2 separate regions of the Delphinus delphis genome follow, and region 2 is linked to region 1. Evidence: chromatin contacts called from public Hi-C data. All regions are on one chromosome and are shown on one strand. The core of a region is the stretch at or near the end of the contact, and the rest is flanking DNA. Distances in the headings are between cores, read along the strand shown. Region 1 holds the start of PDXDC1 (pyridoxal dependent decarboxylase domain containing 1). Region 2 holds the start of MARF1 (meiosis regulator and mRNA stability factor 1).

Region 1 (6,254 bases), core at 2,247-4,746:
GATGGGGCTTTGTTTCAGTTTTTGTTTTTGTTTTTAAAGATGAAGCTAAGCTGTTGTGTTTAGGGATGCATCTTTGGGTGATAAAACTACAAAGAAAACGTAAGTGCATGATTACTATAAATGTGGGGGAGTGGTTATTTTTTCTTGGGAGGGGACTGGGATTGTTTTGGGGCTTATGGAATATCTGAGAAGGTTCCTTTCATGGGGGGGATGGTGATTATAGGGTGTTAGTGATTATAGGGTGTTAGTCAATGACAATTCATTTCTTTTAAGTTGTTTTCTATATTTTAACAATAGAAAGATTAAAAAAAATTTGTTAGTGAACTTGGTGTAACTAATGAAGTAAGGTAGGATACAAATGGTCTCAGGGTTGCCACCTCAAGTCGCCTTTAGGGACTGCAGACTTCTCTCTCAAAATTTTAAAATATTAAAAAATGATTGAAATCTAGTTTTTACAGGCAATTTAATTTAAATTTTTTAATTCATAAGAGAAAATGCATGCAAATGATAAAAATTCAAATAGTGCAGAAGAATATAAAATGGAATATTGCCATTTCTTTTCTTTCATCTCCAAACTCCTAGTCCCATTCCTCCAAAGCCTTTACCTTCTACTTTGTAAAAAATATCCTTATATCTGTTTCTTAATTCAGAAAAAATATATTGACTCCTTACTATAAAAATGAGAAATTTATTGCCATTTGCATCAGCTTTCCTATCTTCTCCAACTCCTGATTTTTGTTAATTTTATTTCTTCCGAGGTTTCATTTATGTCTTTAAATATTGTAGTTAAAACTTTGAATCTTGATTTAGCTCTTTTATTCACTGTTTTAAATGCTTTTGTTTATTTATGCCCGCGTTGGGTCTTCATCCCTGCGTGCAGGCTTTCTCTAGTTGCGGTGAGTCGGGGCTACTCTTCCTTGTGGTGCTTGGACTTCTCATTGTGGTAGCTTCTCTTGTTGCGGAGCACGGGCTCTAGGTGCACGGGCTTCAGTAGTTGTGGTATGTGGGCTCAGTAGTTGTAGTGCATGGGCTTAGTTGCTCTGCAGCATGTGGGATTTTCCCGGACCAGGGCTCGAACCCATGTCCCCTGCATTGGCAGGTGGATTCTTAACCACTGCGCCACCAGGGAAGTCCTTGATTTAGCCCTTTTAGAGAGTATCTACTTACTTCCTGGAATGAAGTTGAGGACATTAGTGATTCCCCTTATGTTCCTCTTTACCTCGCCTCTTCCTGCCCCCTTTTTGGCAATTTATCATTTTTACATTACCATAGTGAATAATAACTATATCTTCCGTATGTGTAATTTGGTTGATTCTAAAACTTAAAGACTTAAAAACAACATCTACAATATGGGTATGTAAATATTATTCAGGATACAACAAATATCATGTGAATGGACCCCAAAGGAAAAATAACCACAAACTTCCTTTATTTGGTTTGCTTTTTGCCTATTAATCAGGAAAGGTCTATATCAGAACATATAAGCCAAATTGTTCCCACAATGAGTGGTTTCATCTTCTGGCTTCCAACAATATTTTTCTCATCTCTCTGTTCTAGCCCATAGAATGCCGCATTATAATTTATCAGCTTACATATCTGTCTGTCTACAAGCCAAGTGGTTTTAATTTCTTTTGACAGGAGTGTGTGTGTGTGTGTGTGTGTGTGTGAGTGTGTGTGTGTGTGTCCAACTTGATCTTGAAAGCTATGCAATGCTCCCCAGAAAAATGCACTCATGCAAAATTTAGAGCATAGTTTCAGGAGTTTCACAGACCTCCCCCTGGGTCCAAAGTAAAAACCTCTGCCCTAAACAGCATTTTCTTAAGGGCAGGATCTTGTATTTCTAGCCCCTAACTGTCCAAGATGGCAGTCGATAAACATTTGGATAAATATTGAATGAACCAATTATTCCCACTTTCTTCATGTTGGCTTTTAAAGTCTACTTTTAAAATAGAAAATGTAAGTTTCATCTCTCTAGTATTTGTTTTGTAGAATCTACTTTTTAATATAATCCAGATACTTGGAGGTGGTTTTAAAAATTAGGAGTTTTTAATGATACCCAGGCTGAGGTGTTAAGGGGTGAAACGTATTGATGTCTGCAATTTTGGAATGTATCAAAACATAAGACGTATTGATGGATAGATAGATGGATACTTATGTAAATATCATATTTGTAAAGCAAATACAGATAGATGTTCATTGTAGGATAGGCATATGGGTGTTCATGGTATAACAACTTTTCTAAATGCTTGATAACAACACGTTGGAAAAGGTGACTTGTTTAGCTCGAAGAGGTACATTCCACTTTTAGATCTTGGAAGACATAAATCTATCATCCTTTTCTGTTTGCAGAGCTCTGTGGAGAATCTGAATAGTTCCCACTGTACACAAAGCTTCTTTTGGTAGAAAATAATTTTATTAACATAACTGGGCAATTTATCTAACACAATTTAGAGAGCTCAAAAAATATAATTACTACACTGAAAATGCAACCCAGTCATTTACACAGATTTCGGAAGAGAGGCGCCCAGAACAGGAGAGAAGAGGTATGGTTTTGCGGTTGTAACGTCATCGGTGTACTAGTGGTGAATTGTTTTACGGACTGTAACCGTGATAGACTAGTTCATTTCAGTTTTCCTCATTTAGAGGGAAGAATAAGGAAATTTATGTCTTCTCTTATTCCCTGGAAACACCTTATGATTATACAGGAGGGGTGGAAGCGGTTATAGAGGCAGTATGTGTAATGTACAGACGCTGGGGTCAGGGTGCTTGGATCCAACCTAGATTGGCACTGTGAAATGGAGATAATAATGATCTCTACATCACAAGGCTGTTGTACCATAAAATGGAATAGCAGCAACTGATCTATTATTATCATTATTACCTAACAAGTCATAATTGTGGCCTGACACGAAGAAAGTGGCTGAGCCAGTTGTCTCAAAGTCGTTTCCGTCTAGAATTCTGCGGTAAGGTCTGAGACAAATACCTCAGCTCTGATCAGCGCCTTTTCAGAGTAGCGGTCACTGGTCAGGAGTCCAATAGCTGAAACCCGCGAAGCCCTGAGCACCTAGGAAACCACCAAAGCTGCGCGTGCGCGGGGGCGCTCGGTCGCCCCGCCTCTCCGTGGTGAATGGCCTGTTCCATTCCTGAGGAATGGCGATAGCGGGGAGAACTTGGAACACTAGGCCCGGAAGTAGAGGTGCGTTACCAGTATTTCCAGCATTTTGCTACATGAGTGACCCCTTGTAATTATTATACTTCTACTCTGACACCAGGACAGGCTTCTGAAGAGAGTTTGGAACGGCTCCACCATCCATTCTCCCCCTCTCATCTGGAAACATTTGGGCTGGCCGGCGTGACGGCCTTGTACGGAAGCCTGGAGGGCCCCGCCCACCCACGGCCCCGCCCACCCCATGGGCCCCGCCTCCCCGTGGGCCCCGCCTCCCCCGCCTTCCCGAGCCCCGCTTTCCACTCCCCGCTGCGCAGCCAGGAAGTTCCTTCTCTTCTCCGCCCCGCCGGCCGCGGGCGAGCGGGACGTCAGCGCTGCCAGCGTGGAAACGGCGGCGGAGCTCGGGAGGCGGAAGTAGTGCCCGGGATCGCCGGGCCTCCATCGGGCTCAACCGGCCGCCTTAGCCATGGACGCGCCCCTGGAGAAGGTCCGTACCGGGGGTGGATACGGAGCGGCGGCCCGAGGCCCCCGCCTGCGGGGCGCCTGTTTCCCGGTCGCGAGCTGCCGTTGTGACCGGGGAGGGGGCCGGGGGCTAACGGGCCCGCCTGAGGAGGCCTGGTCGCGAGGGCGTCCGGCCCGTCGCTCGAGGCTGGGGCCTGGTCACGTCACGGGGCCGGGGGTCTCTGGGGTCCCCGTGGGCCAGGAGAGGCTGGGCCGGGTTCTGCCCGGGGCCGCGAACGACCCGGAGCCCAGTCGGGGGCCGCGGGGCCGACCTTGGGGCCTGCGAGAGCTCGGCTCACCCTCTCGGATGACAGAGCTAACAACTTGCTGCCGCAGAAGCTCCTGGAATGAAGCCCCAGTTGTTTCGGAGCCAATTGGAAACCTGTAGGTTGTCTGTGGGCTCCAAGTTAGGAAGGGAGATGTGCAAGCAGTAATTTGCCATCTTCAGCGAGCCTAGGAATCACCTGGGGCCCTTGGTAAAAATCCAGATTTTCAGCCCTCGGGTCGGAACCTTGGGGGACGGGACCGGGATCTGTGGGTTTAACGAGGTCCTCACGTGATTCTGATGCAGTAGTTTGAAAGACCCCTGAGGTCCAGAAAGGGGCGGGGCTTCTGTAGATTGTGAATTTCGTCTTTGGGAATGCTGCTGCTCCACAACTTTCTGGCTCCCCCTTTCCGTGGCGAGGGGGGACCCTGAGGTCAGTCGGAAATCCGCTGGTAGCGGGGTTTTACTCTGATTTCCTCTTGGGGAAACAGCAGCGTGATGTACCTGGCTGACCGCTCTGGCATGTGAAATGGATTCTAATTGTCCCGGATTTAGAGCTAGTAAATGAGAACCAGTGCTTGGATTTCTTCACGGATACCTACTTTCAGACCCTGACTTTCTGCCCTCCCTCAAAGTCCTTCTTTCTTTACAAGCTTGGGAGTCCGCTTGTCCAGACCCGGTTTTTCATATATGTGGAATTCAGGAGCAATGCTAGTGTTTCAAGACTGCTTTATTTTAATTTTGAACTGGCAGAAGTAACATATTTTGTCATTTTTTCAATGCAGCAGCTGCTGTGGATTTGTTCACTTGTCACTGGAGAGTTAAAGGGAGTAATTGTACAAGTTGAGCCAGATGTCTTCATGTGCACACAGTGGTATAGCCTACGCCTCCGTTGTTTCTCATATATTGGGTGGAAGGAATCAAGAAAGGACAAAGATAATATGTTTTTCTTACACCGCCTCTGTGGTGAATGTTACATGTTTTTCTGTCTAGGAATAAAGTCTTCCCAGGCTTTTGATGAGCACAGTGTCTACCTTGTGGTACTTTGAGTTTCAGTCTAAATCAGTGATTCTCAACCACCAGGCTGTTTTGTTCCCCAGGGGATATTTGGCCAACGTTTGGATACACTTTTGATTGTCACAATCAGGCATTAGGAAGGGGCTGCTGGTACCTAGTGGGTAGAGGCCAGGGATGCTGCTAACATCCGACATTGCACAAGACAGACCCTGTACCAGAGAATTATCAGTAGTGCTGAGGCTGAGAGCCCCGGTCTACACCGTGTGTGGACCAGTAGTTGAATACAAACGCCTGTGGTTGAATACAAAATGATGCTAAAAATGTCCCTTCAGTGTTGTTTCCTTTCCAATTTCATAAAGAAGATGGGAGGGGCTTTGTGGCATTTCAGTTAGAAATCTAAAGAACTGGAGTGTTCTTTCCTCCAAGAATAGTTCGTTATAGGCAGGTCTGCAAAACAGAATGGGTTGGAATCCTGCTTCAAATATTATTTTTCTGGTATTTGATTACTAGATTACAGTGGTTGCTCCCTAAATGTTAATTGATGATAAAAGATCTTAAACTCTTCAAATGAAGATCTGAAGAGGTACTGAAACTCCAGCATGCTTAAGCCTGGCACATTCACAAAAATTGCAGGGATCTTTCAGGAATTCAGAATGTGTGGGCTGGAAGTCTCTGCCTTAGGCCAGTGTGTAAATTCTGAATGTAAGTTTTTCAGAACTAGTACTGTGTCTTATTTTTATATTCCCTGAAGCAAGACAGGGCTTTACTTGTACTGAACAATTTCTCTTGGTGCTAAGTGGGCAGAAAAGAAAAAGCATTGCTGTAATATGAATGTTGAAAATTTTGTGTTGTGAAAAACAGTTTGAATCAAAGTAAAACATTGAATTGTGTCCATTATTCTGGTTTCTTTGAGGAATAGACTGCTGGGTTAAATTCTACATTGCTAGTATAAATTTAAGAACTATTTGAGCAGTTCTGAATGATGCCATTTAAACTAATCCTTGCATAATTTAGACTGGCTACAGAAACCACAATGTTATTTGATACCCATCCTCTAAAATTTCAAGTAATCTCTCTCACTCTATAATGTAGTGTGCTATCATTGTTTAATAGAATCACTCAGTACATTTCCTTTGGTCCAAATATAATTTTGTACCCTTGCTTTTTCTTTAAGTAATATGTAGACATGCAGACCTGCGATGACAGAGCCATTTTCTTGCCTTGATTTGCTTTTCTTTCACAATATATGTTTTCTTTTTGTATTCAAAATTAGTGACATCCAGAGAAACTATAGATAGGTTAATT
Region 2 (5,956 bases), core at 1,718-4,217, 230 kb before region 1:
ACAATCTATGTACTGATCATGATTTTTCAATTGGTTATCTAGGTCAGGCATAATGCTAACTTCTTGATGTTCACCAACGAATATTTATTGAGCACTCACTTATATCAAAATAAATGTCAAACAAGACACCTGTCCTCAAAGGGCTTATAGTACTAAGAAAGGACACTAAATCAGCAAACAGAAACAGTGAAATAATGTCAGATGCTAATAAGTGCTATGACTAAAGCAAGGTCATATGATAGAAAGGGGCTGGGGAGGGGTCCCTGCAGATAGAATGTCAGGGAAAGCCACTCTACCAGGTGACAATGGAGCTGAGACCCAGATGATGAGAACCACAGGAAAGCACTTTTATGGTCCTCATTTTAAAGCTGAGAAAAGGGTGCAGGAAGTTAAATGCATTGCCCAAGGTTTCACAATTAATAACAAATCAGACTTCAAAGCTGGGTCTGTTTGACTCCTACACTGGTGTTCTTCAGCACAATGCTACAGGCAGAGATCTTAGCTGCTTTGAGGCCTCCAACCAGTCATAGAATCCCTCCTGCATCCCTGCCATGGTTAAGAATGACCTTTAATTCTACTTCGACTCCTTGCTACTTCCTGAAAGAAGCTCAGAGATGCAAAAAGGAACTACCACTTACATCAACGGGGTTAAGTATCAAAGTGTCTTTTAGGAAACTTCCATCCTGGCCCCAAATGCTAATAAATCATTTGCACCCCCTTGACACTTTCCAGAGCCTCACCATTCTGTGAGGTTTCTGGGCAGAGAATAATCACCCCAGTTTAAAGATTAGCTGAACCACAAGTTGATGAGCTATCAGTACTGACTACATGACATTAAATCATTTAAACCAGTTGATTTTCAATTTCCTTCATTTTTCCATTAAAAATAAAAGGGAGAAGATATTGAAATGATTATCATTAAACTCCTCTTCAGGAACAGGTGTTTAGGTAAATGGGTTTGTTATTGGATAAAACCTTAAAAAAATGAAAGGGAAATTTTGGTATACTTTAATTAAAACTTTTTTCTCTCTATTCAATGTTTTCCTTGTAGCTTTCAGATATTAATGAGCAGAAAGCTGGGTTTCTCTTGCTTAAATTCTACCATCATAATTTATTATTTCAAAACACTAAACTTTTCATTAGCCTTCCATTTAGTATGATTGATAACATTTTTATTTACTGCATTTACTTATTGACACCAGGCACAGCTCTGGACTTGAAAGAATGCCAAGCAATGTCAAACAAAATGTGTCTGATCTTTATTTTATTTTATTTTCTCTTTATTATAAAAGATATTATCTTTATTATAAAAAGCAATTTTAAAATCCACTATTATTTTGTTTCCTTTTTATATTTTTAGTTAGTACTGTGTTCAGAGATACTCAACTAGAATGAAAAGGAGAGAAAAAAATCTCTAAAGAGAAGCATATTTTTTGGTACTGTGAAAAAAACAAAACGCTAGAAACAGGGTTGTTTTTCATCTGTTCTAATTCCCACTTGGAGAATACTACCACACACAGACACAATGAAGATTTACTCAGCAGTAATAAATACCTAAGCAGGCAGATGATGTGTGGACTTGTCATCTGCCTTCTGGAAATGGAATACAAGCACGAAGGGTTCTTCAGCTATGTGTTTGATCTTGCCCTCCACAATACCTGTCTACAAGGACGTCTACAGGGATGTATCAGCTTCCCCTGAAATCTCCCCCACTTACTGTGGATTGCCTAATGAAGTTGCCTCACAGTACAGACTTCAGGGGGAAAAAAGTTCTCTTTCGGCAATTTTTACTTGCTGATCCTTATGCAAAGTTAACCTGTTTCTCAGCAAACTTCAGAAATAATCTTTTACGTAGCATTCGGCTATTGCATCGTAAACTATGTCTAGATTTAAAATATATATGCTTTGTTTTTCTCCCAATTTGCAACAGGAAATAGTGAGCAGCTGGTAGTTTCAGAAATGTCCGTTGTGCCTACTTAAAAACAATTTTTCAAAAATTTCAAATATAAGTAAAGAATCTGAAGCAAAAAAACCCAAAACAAAACCCAAAAAAAACCAAAAAACCCCAAACATGGCAAATCTAGCCACCAACAACACAAGCTGTTATTGGCTTCACATGGCTTTTGCAACTATAAAGTCTCCTTTTTGCTCACCTAAGTGGGCACTGGAAAAGTTGTATTCATTTGCAACGAGCTTTGGACCAGGACTTAAAAAAATCACGTTTTCTTACTTAAGTCACGAGGACCTCTTAATTGCTGGTGACAAAATCCAGCCTAGTCTTGGCACAGGCTTTCTTTTTGCCAGCTGGATCACAACTTCTCGAGGCGCCCTGCCGGCCCGAAGGACCTCGCGGGCAGCCCAGTTGGCAGTTATTTTTTTCTCCACTCGCCGCTAGGTTGCACTAGATAAAGGATGCTGTAGCAAATATGCGTCATTTAATTTAAAAAAAAAAAAAAAAAGTAGGGTCATCACGTGACAAGAGTAAGAGAGAAAAAAAGCCAAAACGATCAGGTTTTTCATCAAAATCCCTTTTAAGTCGCCTTCCCTCAAAAGCCCGAAAGAGCTGAACGGTGACAAATCCCGGTTGGCAGATTTTTTCCCCGGGTTCCACCTCACAAGCACCCTAAATCTCCGCTTTCAGGTTCCTTCCCACGCCACAACGATAAGCCAGCGGCAAGCCTTTCTTAAACTGGGGGTTTTCGCCAAAAAAGCCGGGGTCGGTCCCCGGGAAGGTCCCTATTTAGGGGTTTATCGGGAGGGGACTGAGCCTGACGAGGCTGCAGGGCCGCGAGGCCCCGCCCCCCCCGGGGTTCCCAGCACGCCCCGCGCGGGGAGGACGCGGCGGCGGGGGACGGGCGGAGGAAGGGGCGGAGGCAGGGAGGAGAGAAGGGCGTCGGTTTTGCGACAGGGGCGGTGCGGTACGGAAGCGGAAGTGGAGGGTGCGCTTGGCGGCGGCGGCGGGAGCTGCGGAGTCGGGAATCAAAACAAAGGGCCTGGGGGGGGTGGGGGGAAGGCGGTGGGGCCGGAATGTGAGCGGAGGTGGAGCCGGCGGCTGAGGTGAGTTTGCTGGCAGCGCTGGGAAGTAGTCCCCGACGCGTCCAGTGCTCTGGGGCCACCAGGCTGGAGAGGGGGAGAGCGTCCCCTCCTTTTGCCTGTTGCCGGCGGGGGTGGGGGAGGTTGGCTGGTATGAGGGGAAGGAATGGGACCCACCGGGCAAGCCCCCGCTACAGGTTCGAGTTGTCTCCCTTTCGGGTCAATTCACGACTGTCATTGCAGCGCCTCTGCTGCCCTTTGGGGGTGTTTGGCTCCCTGCCCACACTTGTCTCCTTTCTCCCTTTGGGGCCCTCCAGGTGTGGAGAGCAACCCTTCTTGTTGGAAGTTTAAGAGAGGAAGAGAACAGCTGGTGTTTTTGCAACCCTCCCGCCCCCCAGCGTTTTGCACCCTCCTCGGTCTATCAGCACTCCCTAGGGTGTAGCCTCTGGCTTGACTGAGCGTTGAGTCGTCTTAGGACTTGAACCACTCCCAATAATTGTACTGCGACACTGTGATACACCTTTTAGAGTTTCCCTGGCACCTTTCTGTTATTACCTAGAGCTTTCAAGTTACATCTTTTGCACTTTCTAACATCTCTGAGCATAAATATTCTGTTTTGCATACAGGGAAACTGAAACCTAAATGGGCTTCTGAGGCATTTATTGAACTTTGCATTCATTCAGCAGTTGTTGGTGGGTGCCAGACACTGTGCTAGGTGCAGGAGATACAATAATGAATAAGAAAACATGATCCATATGTACTACCGTGGAGTTTATATTTACGTGGGGGAGACAGATAATAAAAAAGCAAGCAACTAAGATAATTTTAGGAAGAAGAACTGTGAAAAACAACAGAAATACCCAGGAATGGGATGCGGTGATGTGGGGTGTTGAGGACTAGATTGGGTGTTGAGAGAAGGCCACTGCTAAATTTTCTACTTTGTCTCATTTAATACAAACAACAACCTATGAAGGTGCTACTATTATCATCAGGCCCATTTTACAGATGGGATCTGAGGTTCAGAGAGGTTGCGTGTTGTCCAAAGCTGCACAGATAGGAAGCGGCAGAATTGGGGATTGATAGGAGGACAGTCTGATGTCACAGTCTGGGCTCTCAACCACTATCTGAATTGCTCAAAGACTGAGAGATAATGGCGGAAGTGAGACTTCCACTCAAATCAAACAGAACTTGCTTTGACTACCTGAATTACATCACATCATTCCCAGGAATATTTAGGAAAATTTCCGGGTGCAGGCCACTAACAAGCTAATACGTATATACTTTCTATTGCTCGTGTTGAGCGATACCAGAGGTGCCTTGGTGTGATAGAAAGAGGTGGACAAGCCTGGTTCTTTTCCCTTTCTATTGTGTGATCTTGGGCAAGTTACATAATTTCATTTAACTTCTGTTTCTCCTCTGTAAAAATGTGGCTAATTTCTCCCTTGTCTTTCTCACAGATTTACTGTGGGAAAAAAGATGACATAAATGGATCGCAGTGTCTGGTTGTTTCCTTCATTGTATCCCTTGTGCCAAGCACAGGCTTACTACATAGTAGATACTAAGTAAATATTTGCTGAATGAGGAAATAAATAATGTTAAACAAAAAAGCTTTGTAAACTGTATTTTACTTGACACCTTAGCTCACTTTCAGGATTGGCCTTGAAGGGGCTTGAGAGAGCATGTTGAAGTTGTGTATGTCGTGAACATCACAAATTCTTAGGCTCTAGAGAGAAGATAGGGTATATGAGGTCTGTATTTAATAGGAAGAACAAGTACCATAATTTACTATCATTGTGGCAGTTAACTCCATCTCTGTCTCCAGATTAGCTCCAGTTTTTGTAGGTAAATAGCTGCTTTATTCATTCTCTCATTCAACAAATATTTCCTTAGTATATACTATGTAGGAGCCCCGTGCTTGGCACAAGCCATACAGCGGTGAAGACAAACAGATGGTGGCATCTTTTATCTGATTTTTTTCCCCCATAGTAATGCTTTGAGGTGGGCAGGGGAGAAATTAGGCACACTTGGCTGAGGAAGAAACTGAAACTTAATAAAGTTTTGTAGCTTCTACATAAGGGCCAAATAGTAAATATTTTTGGCTCTGTAGGTATATGATCTACAGTCTCTTGCAAATAATTAACTCTGCAGTTGTAGTGCAGATATAGCCATAGGACTTCAATAAGCTTGGCTGTGTCTCAAATACAACTAGTCGTAGACACCGAAATCTGAATTTCATGTAGCTTTGTCACAAAATATTGTTTTGATTTCTCCCAAGAATTAAAAAATGTGAAACACATTCTTAGTTCGCAGGCCATTTAAATACAAGCAGTGGGCCGGTTTTGGCTATAGTTTTAGGCAGTAGTTTGCCTACCCCTGCTTTTTGTGATTGGTTTTCCTATATTTTAGACATAGTGCTTATATAGTCATCTCTCCCCTCACTGGACTATGTAGATGTTAAAATCTCTTGAAAAGAGCATCTTATCAGGGAGATAGCTAAAAGAAATTCTTCTCTATATGCCCAGAAATTTCTGAAAGATAAATTAATAACCTTAAAATGGCCATTGTCGGTAAGAGTAGGAGGTGGTTGGGGCATGGTGGTGAGGGCTTGGAAATGAGACTTCCTTGTCCTTACCACTGGCAGGCCGCCTGTGTGCCCAATGGCTACTACTGATTGGATCTGCTTTTATCGTATCATTTAAGACTTGTAGAGTGTTGTTGCTCTGGAGTAGATAAGAGCACATCTGGGACTTGAGATTTCTCTGTTAGATTTTTGGTGGTATAGCAGATTCCACTTTCATAATAAGTAAACTAAGAGGTTGGTTCGACTTGTTTTGTAGCTGAATCAAATTCAAAGTCCACAGAGGTCACTTAATTTGGACCTTCAATACTCATATCAAAGACACAGTGGGATAGGTTGCTCTGA

What was found. Hi-C and Micro-C count contacts between places; a contact is called where the count stands out from the background.
Region 2: a contact with region 1 is called in a Hi-C map of muscle, with 5 times the contacts expected there. The contact joins the promoter of MARF1 here to the promoter of PDXDC1 in region 1. A contact is called at or near these places in 3 of 3 Hi-C or Micro-C datasets (lung and muscle).

Annotation. Positions count from the first base shown.
Region 1 is chr15:61,354,489-61,360,742 of mDelDel1.2, reverse strand. It overlaps PDXDC1 (pyridoxal dependent decarboxylase domain containing 1), which reads left to right and starts at 3,496. Exons shown (of 24, transcript XM_060031785.1): 1 at 3,496-3,653. The coding sequence starts at 3,633.
Region 2 is chr15:61,580,015-61,585,970 of mDelDel1.2, reverse strand. It overlaps MARF1 (meiosis regulator and mRNA stability factor 1), which reads left to right and starts at 2,967. Exons shown (of 27, transcript XM_060031795.1): 1 at 2,967-3,057.